Linked DNA regions of Oryctolagus cuniculus: region 2 is linked to region 1. The links are chromatin contacts, called in public Hi-C maps. All regions are on one chromosome and are shown on one strand. The core of a region is the stretch at or near the end of the contact, and the rest is flanking DNA. Distances in the headings are between cores, read along the strand shown.

Evidence for each region. A called contact is a pair of places that touch in the nucleus more often than the background predicts.
Region 2: a contact with region 1 is called in a Hi-C map of skin fibroblasts, with 4 times the contacts expected there. The contact joins the promoter of WASF1 here to the enhancer-like site in region 1. A contact is called at or near these places in 2 of 6 Hi-C or Micro-C datasets (skin fibroblasts and an unstated tissue).

What each region holds. Positions count from the first base shown.
Region 1 is chr5:61,283,660-61,289,683 of mOryCun1.1, reverse strand. It overlaps CDC40 (cell division cycle 40), which reads left to right. Exons shown (of 16, transcript XM_051854422.2): 9 at 332-406; 10 at 2,951-2,996; 11 at 4,884-4,985. Among named protein-coding and RNA genes, the nearest start is that of CDC40, 35 kb to the left of the region's middle. Within about 2 kb of position 3,868, at least 1 of the 8 cell types and tissues checked has an H3K27ac peak or open chromatin away from gene starts, as enhancers often do.
Region 2 is chr5:61,320,094-61,326,117 of mOryCun1.1, reverse strand. It overlaps WASF1 (WASP family member 1), which reads right to left and starts at 3,876. Exons shown (of 9, transcript XM_051854424.2): 1 at 3,739-3,876. It overlaps CDC40 (cell division cycle 40), which reads left to right and starts at 4,318. Exons shown (of 16, transcript XM_051854422.2): 1 at 4,318-4,452; 2 at 4,659-4,909. The coding sequence starts at 4,389.

The DNA of each region.
Region 1 (6,024 bases), core at 2,619-5,118:
TTCTGCATCTACACTGTCCCAGCTGATCATTTCCAGCTCTTTGCAAAGAACAAAGGGACTAAGCAAATGAAGGAAAAGAAATGTGGGGGGAGGGATTAACAATTTGTTTGACTGAGGATTCCCTTGGGTGAGGAAGTCAATGTGAAAGGTTAAAAAAGAATATCTTCAAAAGCTTAGTGTCAGTAAGGCCTGCTCTTGGAATACTAATGAGGTTATTCTGGGGCATGATTTTTGAATAGCAACTTGGGTTGTTTAAAATATGCTGTCTTTTCCTTGTGTTTAATTTTAGCTGATATTTGAATGTTTCTGGTAACTGTGATCCTTTTTATAGGGCGTCAGTGCAGTCAGATTGTTTCCTCTCTCTGGCCATTTGTTGCTGTCTTGCTCCATGGACTGTAAAATTAAGGTGAGTTTTCTATTACAAAATAGGAGTGCTTCAAATCTAGCAGTTTGGTTAGTTCTGTTTGCTTAATTATAAATAAATTTGGGTTTGTTAGGCAATTAGAGGCTAATTATTTTCTTGTAGGCCCTATGAATGCAGCAGTTTATGAGCTGTTTCCAAACATGTAGTTTCAAATATGACTCTGTGGTCCGATCGGCTAGACCCTTTTTAAAGCTTAGACAATTGATTAGGATGTGAGCCAGTCACTTTAGTGTTAGGCACATGAATATTTAATCCCTAATAATGCATTTTTAATAGGGGTTTGGGGTTTGGAGCAGTTTATTTGTTCCTCAGAACCTTCTGAGGTAGAGAGGACATGTGATAGAAACCCCATTTGTAAAGAAGAGACAATGAAATTCATCCTTTTTTTCTGAAAACTAGTAGACATCAAGTAGCAGAAAGGCTCCCAGCCCTTCTCCCACATTTGGTGGTCTTGGGAAGCTCCACCCTCAGCTTTATTCGGCTACGAAGTCTGTGGTAGAAGCATTCAGTGGCCAGTGCGTGTCAGCTTGGGCATGATGAAAGCCTTGAGAACTATCTTAGATTGGTAAGGCTAGTTCTTACCTGTTTTGTGTTCTCTAGGTCCATATCATTATGATGGTTCAATAAATACCAATCCTGCGGTGCTCTTGGGGCTTGGGAAGTTGAATCATTAAAGTTTTATCTTTTATAAATAATTGATATATATTAACAATATAGAAAGGCAGCTTCTTTTGTTGAGAACAACCATTTAGGCATTTGTCTCTAATCACCCAAAATAGAATTTGGAGTAGCAGCCTTTGTTTCCTTTCACTTTATGCTGTTGAGATTATGATCTTCTCTTTGACCAAGTAAAAACATATAGACTTCACTTGAGCTCATTTCTGTAAACATTTATTAAGTACAGTGGGCAGTGGGCGAAGGATTAAAAATATTAAGGCACTGTCCCTAGCCTTAGGGTGATGAATTCATTATGATGTACTTTATCAATGTAAGGCAGGTGGATGCTGTTCTGATTTCAAAGAGGGAGCATACCTCAGTAGGAGCCTTAGTGAAGTAAAGGGGACATGAGTGGAGTATATTTGAGACAAGGGAAAGGGATGAATCAGCATGATATATCCTGGAAACTATAACAGTTTTGTGGTTGCCAGAGCATAAAATCTGAGACAAAGAATGATTACAGTCCACAGACAAGGGACCAGGTCTTGGAGGTCCTTGACCAGCTTGTTACTGGGACTGAGACCATCTTGTTGGTGCTGAGTGGCCAGGAAATGCTTTTTATTTTTAGAGACTAGCATTATTATTTTATTAAGGATTGGATTGGAGGCAGGCAAGAATAGTGCTAGTTTTGAAGCTATTGTATTAATCCACTTTAGATATGATGAGAATTACAACCTGTTATTTTAGTCTAGATCATCATTTTTTTTTTAAGATTTATTTATTGGGGCCGGCACTGTGGTACAGCAGGTTAAAGCCCTGGCCTGAAGCACAGGCATCCCATATGGGTGCCAATTCGAGTCCCGACTGCTCCTCTTCAAATCCAGCTCCCTGCTATGGCCTGGGAAAGCAGCAGAGGATGGCCCAAGTCCTTGGGCCCCTGCACCCACGTGGGAGACCTGGAAGAAGCTCCTGGCTCCTGGCTCCTGGCTCCTGGCTCCTGGCTTCGGATCGATGCAGCTCCAGCCATTTCGGCTATCTGGGTAGTGAACCAGCGGATGGAAGACCTCTCTCTCTGTACCTCTCTCTGTAACTCTGTCTTTCAAATAAATAAATAAATAAATCTTTTTTTTAAAGATTTATTGTATTTATTTGAAAGTCAAAGTTACACAGAGAGAGAAAGTGAGAGAGAAAGAGAAAGAGGTCTTCCATCCATTGGTTCACTCCCAAATGACAGCAATGGCCAGAGTTGCACCAGTCTGAAGCCAGGAGCCAGGAGCTTCTTCTGGGTCTCCCACGCAGGTGCAGGGACCCAAGAATTTGGGCCATCTTCTACTGCTTTCTCTCTGCCATAGCATGGAGTTGGATCAGAAGTAAAGCAGCCGAGACTCAAATAGGCTCCCCTATGGGATACCAGCCCTGCAGGTGGTGGCTTTAACCGCTACACCACAGCATTGTCCCCCAGATCATCATTTTAACATAGCTTTTATGTGTTCCTTCAGAAAAGTAAAATGAAAAAAAAAAAAAAAAAAAACCACTTTCAGTATCAAAACGTTATGTACATGGCAGTAACTTTTCATCATAGAAAATATGTAGGAAAAAAACAGTAAGAGCATGAAAATCACTCATATTAACTTGATCCATAGTTAAGTCCTTTTGATGTTTGGATGTAAAATGAAAGTTTTAAAGAGAGCTGTGTGCACATATGTGTGTTTGAAATAATACAGTACAAACTGGTAGTATCATGTGGTATTTGATGCTTAAATCCCTTGTTCTCACACACACTTATGCACACACATAGCCAGCATTTAACTGTTATTGATTGAAAGACTTTTACTAAATTTGATATTTCCACGTGTTTTTTCTCCCCAGTTGTGGGAGGTTTATGGAGACCGCCGCTGTCTGCGAACATTTATTGGTAATGTTTTTTTTTTTTTCTTTCTGGCTATAAATCTGTTTGGGAAGGCTTTTCAAAGTACAGTGACATTATTGGCAGTAATTGGCTACATTGATGTGAAGGAAAGTCTTCATAGCTCTGAGCTGGGTCTGGAAAGAGGACTAAGCTTCCCCACAGAGACAAAGAGAAGTCGGAAGTGAAGAAAGCAGAAGCAAAACCCAAAGTGGTGTGAGAAAGTGTGCTGCTGCAGGGGGTTACTTAGATTTCAGAACTGGGGGTGCGGTGGGGTGGGGGGTTTGTAGGATGGGCAGAGACGAAAGTGGAAAAAATAGTTGAAGGGGAATCAGAATTTGGAGGACCTTCCTTATGTGCCACTAATCAAGAGTTTAGACTGTATCCTAAGAACACTGACAAGCCATTAAACAGTTGCTGTATTCCACTGACCTGGACTAAATAGCGATGATGAGCCAAAACAGCAGAGATGGAGAAGAGAGGAACCATTAAGAGTTAAAGTCAGTGGTATTAATTAGGGAATGTGAGTGAGAAGAGTATGGCAGGAATCTAGGGTGACCCCCAGGTGACTGGATGTATCATGGGACCGTTCAGTCAGAGAGAGAACGTAAGAGTAAGATGTGCTCTGAGACTCATGTATTAGAACTGCCTTTGGGAGATGGAGGTGAGACTGTTGAATAAGCCATTAGATGGGTGGCAGTCACAATCAAGAAGGATAAGATTGAGAGAACTTCTTGAAGAAGAGGGCCAGAGGGAGGACCTCGTTGAGACAAGCAGCTTTTGGGAAAGCTTGATGGTTTTTCTCGTTCTGTGTGAAGGCGAGTTACTCTCCCCAAACTTAACTAGCCCACATTCAAACTGTGTGTGGCTTGCAGTGGCTCTGCTTTTAGAATCATGTGGGAGTCTGTTCTTAGTGCTTAGTTATGAGTTTAGGACTTCAGTGCGTAAGTAAATCCTGCCCAAGGTGCCACAGCAGCCTAAGGGAAGACTTGTGGAAGGCTCTTTGCTGGGTGCAAGGGAACAAAATGTCTCCATCAGATGTAGTGGATTTGGTCCTCTTCTGTTGCCATGTAGTAGAAGAGCATTTTTCCATAGAACAGGGAAGGGATAACAGCTCTGACCAAGACTCCTGCTGTGAAAAAGAATGCCTGGTTGCCACGGCATTGGTGGTGGTGACTCAGGGCCAGGAAAGTTTCTGCTTTTGTTTAGCCATGTTTCATTTATCTCAGTAACTTTCAGAAGAGTTAATTCCCTGGCAAGATTGACTTCCTAGTAAAGTATAATCAGCACCTTAGAATTAATTTATTACCAAACAAAATAGATGCTGATACTATACTTTTCAAAAACACTTTGTCTTTGAGATTCTGAATCAGTTTAGGGAATTTGGTAGCGTGGTCACAGAAATACACAGTTACTGGGCAAGGGCTATAATTTCCAGAACTTGAGGTTAAGTCACTTTGTTTTCGCTTCCAACCTGGTGAGCTGTCTCAGAGTGAACCTCCAAACTTCCAGTAGTCATTTCTTTCATTGGCAATAATTGGTCTATTATGTTCCCGTAAATTCCTGGCTAGTTAGTCATCTGTTATATGTACTGCATTTTAAGAGATTGCCATGACAAACTTTAAAAAAATAATTATACCTTTTGCCTTGGTTCTTACCAAAGCATTATGCATCAGAATCACCGGAGGAGCTTCTTGAAAGGGAAAAACACCCACATTCCTCGGCCCACACACAGCGGATGCTAAGTCAGTAAATCAGGCAGTGGGGGCCCAGTGCTCATGACTCACGATTGACTTGGGAACCGCTGTTCAGTGCTGTTGCTCTCTATGGTGTTTGTGTTTGAAGAGAAGGTACAAAACTTCGATTCACTGCCGTTTCTGTTGGCTCTCCCTTTAGGTCACAGTAAAGCCGTAAGGGACATCTGCTTCAACACCGCAGGAACACAGTTTCTTAGTGCAGCCTATGACAGATACCTGAAGCTCTGGGACACCGAGACGGGTAAAAGCTCACTTATGCAATACTACTACCTGTTTACCTTTTTTTTTTTTTTTTTTAAGATTTTATTTATTTATTTGAGAGGTAGTGCTACAGACAGAGAGAAGGAGAGACAGAGAGAAAGGTCTTCCATCTGCTGGTCTACTCCCCAAATGGCCACAACGGCCAGAGCTAAGCCATCCAAAGCCTGGAGCCAGGAGCTTCTTATGTATCTCCCATGCAGGTGCAGGGGCCCAAGTGCTTGGGCCATCTTCTAGGGCTTTCCCAGGTTATAGCAGAGAGCTGGATTAGAAGAGGAACAGCTGGGACATGAACTGACACACATATACCTGTTTATCTTAAATTAGCGTTTTATATATGCAGTCGTGTACGTACTCTTCTGTGGCAAAACAATACCTTCTCAAATTGCAGATTCTCCTATCATTGACTAAGAGTTAATATCACAAAATGTAATTGTAGAGGTGAAACTCAGCTATGAAGTGGCTCTCACTATGAGCTTTGCTCCAGCAATATACCATTTATAATACAAACATATTGACAGGTAAGCAGATTGAAAATCTTCCTAGCTCATCTAATTTATCTTATTGTTCCCCTACATCACCTAGCACAGTGTACTGCACTTAACAGAAGCATAATGAATGTCACATGAACAGAATAAACTTGATTGCTCAAATTGATTAAAATGTCAGTATAAACTCCTTTGTGCCCATTGGTTTTATATATTTGCAGCCATATTAGTTGCATTGGTATATTGTGGCTTTTGTAATTTATATAATTAAAAAGCCATCTTTTAAATGAAGTGATAATAGCTAATATTTATTAAACACTTACTGTTTACCATGCATTATGCTAAGTACTAATATGCAATATCTCATTCAGTTTTTTCTTTTTATTTTATTTGAGCGACATCTCTATGGTGTTTGTGTTTGAAGTAAACCCATCACTGGTTTACTCCCCAAATACCCACAAATAGTGCCCAGCTGGCGGCAAAGCCAGTTCTTCCAAATGAGTGACAGGAACTGAAATCACTTGGGCCATCATC
Region 2 (6,024 bases), core at 2,627-5,126, 36 kb before region 1:
AAGTCATCTACTTCTCAGTTTACAACTGACTTGTTCCAACTGTTCTCATGTCCTCATGAGATGGAAGGCAAACCACTCACTGAACTAAGATCCTGCTCTTCACCTCCAAGTGGTGAAAGAGGGCAAGTTCCTAGTAATGTGGTCACGTGCAACACAAGAGTACCATCGCATTTTTAGAGTCAGACTCTCATATGAGATTGTTGCAGAGTATTAGACATTTTAATATATATTAATACTAATTATTCATATAATCCCATTAATTCACTAGCATTATTAGAGTAGTTCTAGAATTCAGGCATATTATGGGTTAACCAGGTTTAAAAGGGATGTCTATGAATCTAACCACTAACCATATGGTTTCTGAGACAATAAATTGAGTTCTAAACCACTCTACATCAGTCCCATTCCAAGTTAGAGATACTAGTTCACAAAGGCTCTAAATTATAGAGCTAAATATGATTTAAAAATTTTTTTAAAGGCTAGGGGTCATTTATGTTTAAAATTAGATACTCATTTACCATAGATTTAATTAACATACTTTTAAATTACTATTTCATTGGAAAACTTAAGTCAGAAAGAATCAAATACATTTCTATTTCATCTAGTTGAGGAAAAACAAATTAATGTAGATTTTCATGAGGTTATAAGAAAATTGTTAATATCATTTCATAAATGGAAGATTGCTAAAATATACATTATTCAGTATCTAGTTTTATGTCAAAAGTATGTGGGTAAATGAATTATATTTGAACAGGTAAAATGGAGTTTAAAGACCCTCCAAATATATTTTTCTCATTTTTACTGAGAAAAAGCTTTGTTTTGTTACTTAAAAAGTTTGATAAACCTACTTTTCCAAAAAATTTTCATCCAGCAAACTAATTCAATGGATTTTCTTCACTTACTCATTTGATTGGTTCAACAAACAGAACTGAGTCTTTATTGTTTGCTAAACACTATACTAAGCAACTCTGGATTTATGACAGTAAGTGACTGGTCAGTTCCTGTCCTTAAACAACTTAGAAAAATTCTGAATTAACTGCATTTACTCCAATGTTACTGAAAGCTAAATTTTATCTGTCATTTAAGAAAACATAAATGTAATCAAATTAATTCTCCCCAAAGGAACTATAAAATAGTTTTAATTTTAAAGACACTTCAGTAGTTTTATCATTCACATGAAGTTTTCCCACAAAATAAATGTTAATTACTGTTTTGTTAAAAGTTCTAATAATACGATCTTTTAATAGTTTTTGCTATGGAAATTGACTGAGTTAATCTTTCAGAAGGAAATCAAAAAATGATGTACTGTGATAACAAAAATTGAGCACATGGAAAAGATACCTTAAATTATTTCTAAAATAAAGCAAAATATAAAATTAAATATAGTCTTATGCAATATTAACAAATTGCCTCTGGATATATATATATATCAATGTTTATAACCCCAAATAATAAACAAAGTAGCTCCAGTTTATACCTTCCAAATGATTACAACTGTAGATTTTGGAATGTGTCACCTACAAATTTTTTTAATGAAAAAGGCCTTAATATTTCCAGATAGCTTAATTTTTCACAAACTTAATTCAATATTATACTTGTTCATTATCAAGTCACATAATTTTTATCAGTATTATTTATGCCTATTATTTATAACTATACTTATTTACTATAATACCTAATGTCTGCAATTAAAAACAACTGATAGATGAAAAGCTTTCTTCAATTTAGAAGTATCACTCTAAGTATTGCTCCAAATTAAAATCAACGTGAATCAGTCATTCTAACATGGCAGCGAAAATCCATATTACATTTTTTCATTGTAGTTTTCACTGAAAGTGTCAATTTATCAGCTAAAGTATTTAAATTCCTTTAAAAGCATTATGAAGCATACTTACTGATCCACACATACAACCTAGTGGAGTAAATGAGTATTATCTCCATTACACATAAGGAAACCAAGGCACAAAGGTATCCATTTTGTAAATTGCAAGGTCATTTCTCAAGGAAGCAACTGATCCTACAGCATGAACATACGTGTGCCACTTCCAAGTGCCAGAAAACAAGTCCTGTACTTTTCAAATTGCCTTTGCAATGCCTATCTGCAATTCTGTTTCATCAAAAGAGTTAATGCAAGAAGCCTAAAAAAGGAAAAATGGAAAGGGAAGATTACAAAAATCAAAGGAAAACACTTATTTGGGGTAGTGAATTATTTATTTTTAAACAATAATTTGTAAGCATCAAGTACCCAACAGTTGCTTGTAATATTTGCAAAAAAATGTCATCCTTCAGGTACAGCATGTAAAACTGGAACATAGCTATCCTTGTAGACAGAAGTTAGAAACATAAGAAAAAGATCTGCAAGTAAATACATGATATTACAAAGAAAACAACTGAATAAAAAATAAAATTCAGCTAAGTTAGGGTACGATTAAAAACCCCATCATTCATTCCACTGTAGGCTATGGTTAGCAATCAAATATTCAAATATTCTACTGGTGAAATTAAATACCAAAGTTTTCTCATTCAAAACTTGAGATGTTTTATTCAAATACTTTATTAAAATATTCAATACAAATAAAAACTTTTCCCAACAGAAGCTTAAGAGCAAAAGGATAAATTGCTCCCGTAGAGTTCAGATTGAGACTACATGTGTAGACATAGCGCTATCAACAACTAGACCAATCAAAGTTCCCTACGACTCACAGGAAAGAACAGGAGAGGGGTTGAATCAGCAATACATCCATCACATCTATTACAGAACAGGAACAAGATTTAGCTACCACCAAAAATAAAATTAAAAAAAAAAAAAACACAGAGCATTCAGAATGCAAGGCGTATCTTTTACAAAAAAGGAACCACAGTGAGCCCTGCTGAAGTACGTACTCTAGCTGGGGCTTAATTGATCAACCGTCTACAGAACAGGTCGCCGAGGCTCGGGTCGGATGTGCTGTCATCACTATTCCAGCTCAGGCCCCGCGAGTGCAGAAGGTGTCAGAGTACGGAAGCTAGGGGGCACGCTGCAGCCAGGGGAGAACAACGCCAAAGGTGCAATGGATGCTGCATAGTTGAATAATTATCTGGGTGGCACAATGGGCGAGTCCCGCCGACATCACAGCCCAGCAAGCGGCTCCCTAACTCTGCCCAACGCCCCCTCCCCACCCCCCACGAGTAGGCAGCGGGGGCGACCGCATCGCTTCGCCTCCTCTTCAAAGGAAAACCCGCACGCCCGCACCCGCTTTACCGTTATAGCTTCAGACACCGACGTGCGGCGCAAACACGCAAACGCGCCAGCGGGCTGCACCGAGCCTCGGGCACGCAGAGCCGCCCGGGGCTTCTCGGCCACCCGAGGCTGCAGCCGGCTCCCGGGCGAGAGGCCGAGGGTGCGGGCGGGCTGGGGAGCCCAGGCGGCGGCACTTCAGGTGAGACCCGCAGAGTCCCCGCCCCGAGCCGCCTCAGGGCGGTCCCCGCAGCGCAGACCCCGGCGCGCCCACCGCCGCCTCCCCGCAGCACCAGCCGGGCCGGCGGCGGGGAGGCGGGAGCTCGGGAGACCCGCGAATGGGGGCGGGGGAGGCGAGCCCACCCACCCCCGCCGCCTCTGCGGGCAGGAGAGCCACGCACACGCCTCCCGGCTCCAGCTCCGGCCGCTGAGACCGAGTTCCTCTCCCCGGCCCCCTCCCCCGAGGAAACAATCCCTGAGAGAGCCGCGCTCACCGTGAAACCTAGGGGCTCGTGCCTTACCCCTTCTGCATGCTTCGGCGGCGGCCGCCGGTCCCGCTCAGCTCCCGGGACTCCACCGAGAGCCCCCAGGAAGGGCAGGCTCCGGGGGTGGGACCCGCTCGGGGCAGCGGCTGAGGCGCCGGGCCGCGGGGAACGCCGCCCGGGGCGCCCGCCGCTCGCCGGACCCACACTGCGCTCGACGCGCGAGCGAACAACACCGCGAGCCGCCGCTGCCTCACCCGCCCCCTCCCCGCGCGCGACGCTCCACAACCGGGCGCGGGGACCCGCGCCAGAGGCAGGGGGGACCGCGGGACTCTCTGCTCCCAATTTCCCAGCCTTCCACCCAGGAGCTATTCCTGGTCAGTGACAGGTCTTCAAACTCAAGATTCTCACTCTCCTCTTCAGCCCCCAGTGCCCAGGCGCTGCGGTGATGGGAAACCGAGCCTCCGCCCACTCGCCCATCCGTGGGGGTGAAGACCACGTTTCCCCCCTTTCCGGAGGCTCTGTGGTATTACCCAAACCTCAGTTTGGGGGAGGGGGACGGAGAGAACCCAGCTTGGCGAGGGAATGAGGGAAGATGATAGCCAATTGAATGAACCATCCATCCAGGGGCGGGGTCGAGGAGAGACCTGCCCGCCAGCCCCGCCTTCTCGCCCTAAACTACATTTCCCATGGTGCCTGCGCGCACTTCCCGCCGCGCTGCACGCCGGGAGTGTGTGGCCGCAAGGCCTCCAGGTATTTCTGAACTCGTAGTTTTTAATCTAGTCCTCCAGGTCCTGAAAGTGACCAGCTGTTAAAACTGGTTCCTTAGGTAAATGTTTCCAACCTCTTAATCCTATAGAAACTATTCAAATAATAATTGGTCTGTTTTTTTTTTCAAAATGTTACAAATGATTTCTTAGCCAAGGAAGTAAATAATGTGTTTCACGGCTGTCTGTCAGGACCTGGAAGCCGCTTCTCCTTCCGCCCGGGCCTGGTGTCCGCAGAGGATCAGTTTGCCGTCATGTCGGCTGCTATTGCAGCTCTGGCCGCTTCCTACGGTTCGGGTTCGGGGTCCGAATCCGACTCGGACAGTGAAGGCGGCCGATGTCCGCTGCCAGCCGCCGAGTCTCTCATGCATCTGACTAAATCGCCTTCGGCCAAGCCCTCGCTGGCAGTGGCGGTGGACTCGGCTCCGGAGGTGGCAGTTAAGGTAAGTGCTGCGGCCACCGCTGCGGTGCGGGAATGGGCTCCAGCTCCAAAGTCGCCGCCGGCCGCTGTTCGGCCACGTTTTGCCTCTTTCTCGGCGCCGAGAGGCCAGTCTCTAACGCTTGGATTGCATCTGCGGAGCAGCCCTCTAGAGCCCCCAGAACCCCTGCCCTCGCCCCCCGCTGTCAGAAAGCAGGTGGGAAGCGGGGTGGATTGGGACAAGGCTTGGACGAAGCCGGTGTAATCTCAGAACAGGAATGAAACTAGACCAGAACTGTACAAGCTGGGGTACGAAGTGAACAGTGGCCCGGCTTTGTTTTGTTTTTTAAGTAAGAACCAGGTTCCAATCCGTGCGCCGCCACTGGTGTGAACTTTGGGCAAGTTAGGCAGCCTCCTCTCTTTCCTCGCCGTGGAGACAATTTTCAAAGCACCTTTGTATTTGGGAGGATTCTTGTGAAGATTGAGACCATTTATATAAATAAAGTTTATAGCACAGAGCCTGGTATCTAGTGCGAGTGCGATCCTTGTTAGCTGTTGTTGATTATGTGTTAAAATAGTGAGAAAAAGGCCTTGGATTTGAGGAAGAGCAGGCACAATGCCATTGGAGGAATGTGATAAAGGCCGATATTGGGCTTTTAGAGTTCATTTAGCGAATATTTATCGAGGAAGCTGTTCAAAGGGCTGAAGGCACATTGGCCCACAAGTCAGCCTGTGCCATCATTAGGTGATTTCTAGTGAAAGAAGTTGCCAGTTAAACGGGTCGGAGCAGAGTGGACACAGTGGATTGAGGCCTGCCAGGGCAGAAAATTGAGTTCCATAACAGAGTAAGGAAGGAGTGTGATTTCCAGAGGTTGTCAGGGAGAACTAGAAGCCGGTGCTGCACCAGCCGGGACAGGCAACCCTGAGAAGGCAGAGGCTCGTGTGTCTCAAGTACGGAGGCAGGGCTGTGCTGACGGGAGCCCAACAACAGCTCCAGTGGTAGTGTGGACCAGGCAGAGTTCCTGTGGGCGACCAGAAGCTTCAGATGCGGGGAGAGGAGGCCAGGCCGTGGGCAAAGTTTCCTTTCTAAGTTGTTCCAAAGTCAAGTGCAAAGAGAGCCTTGTGGAGGTTTTAGTAGAC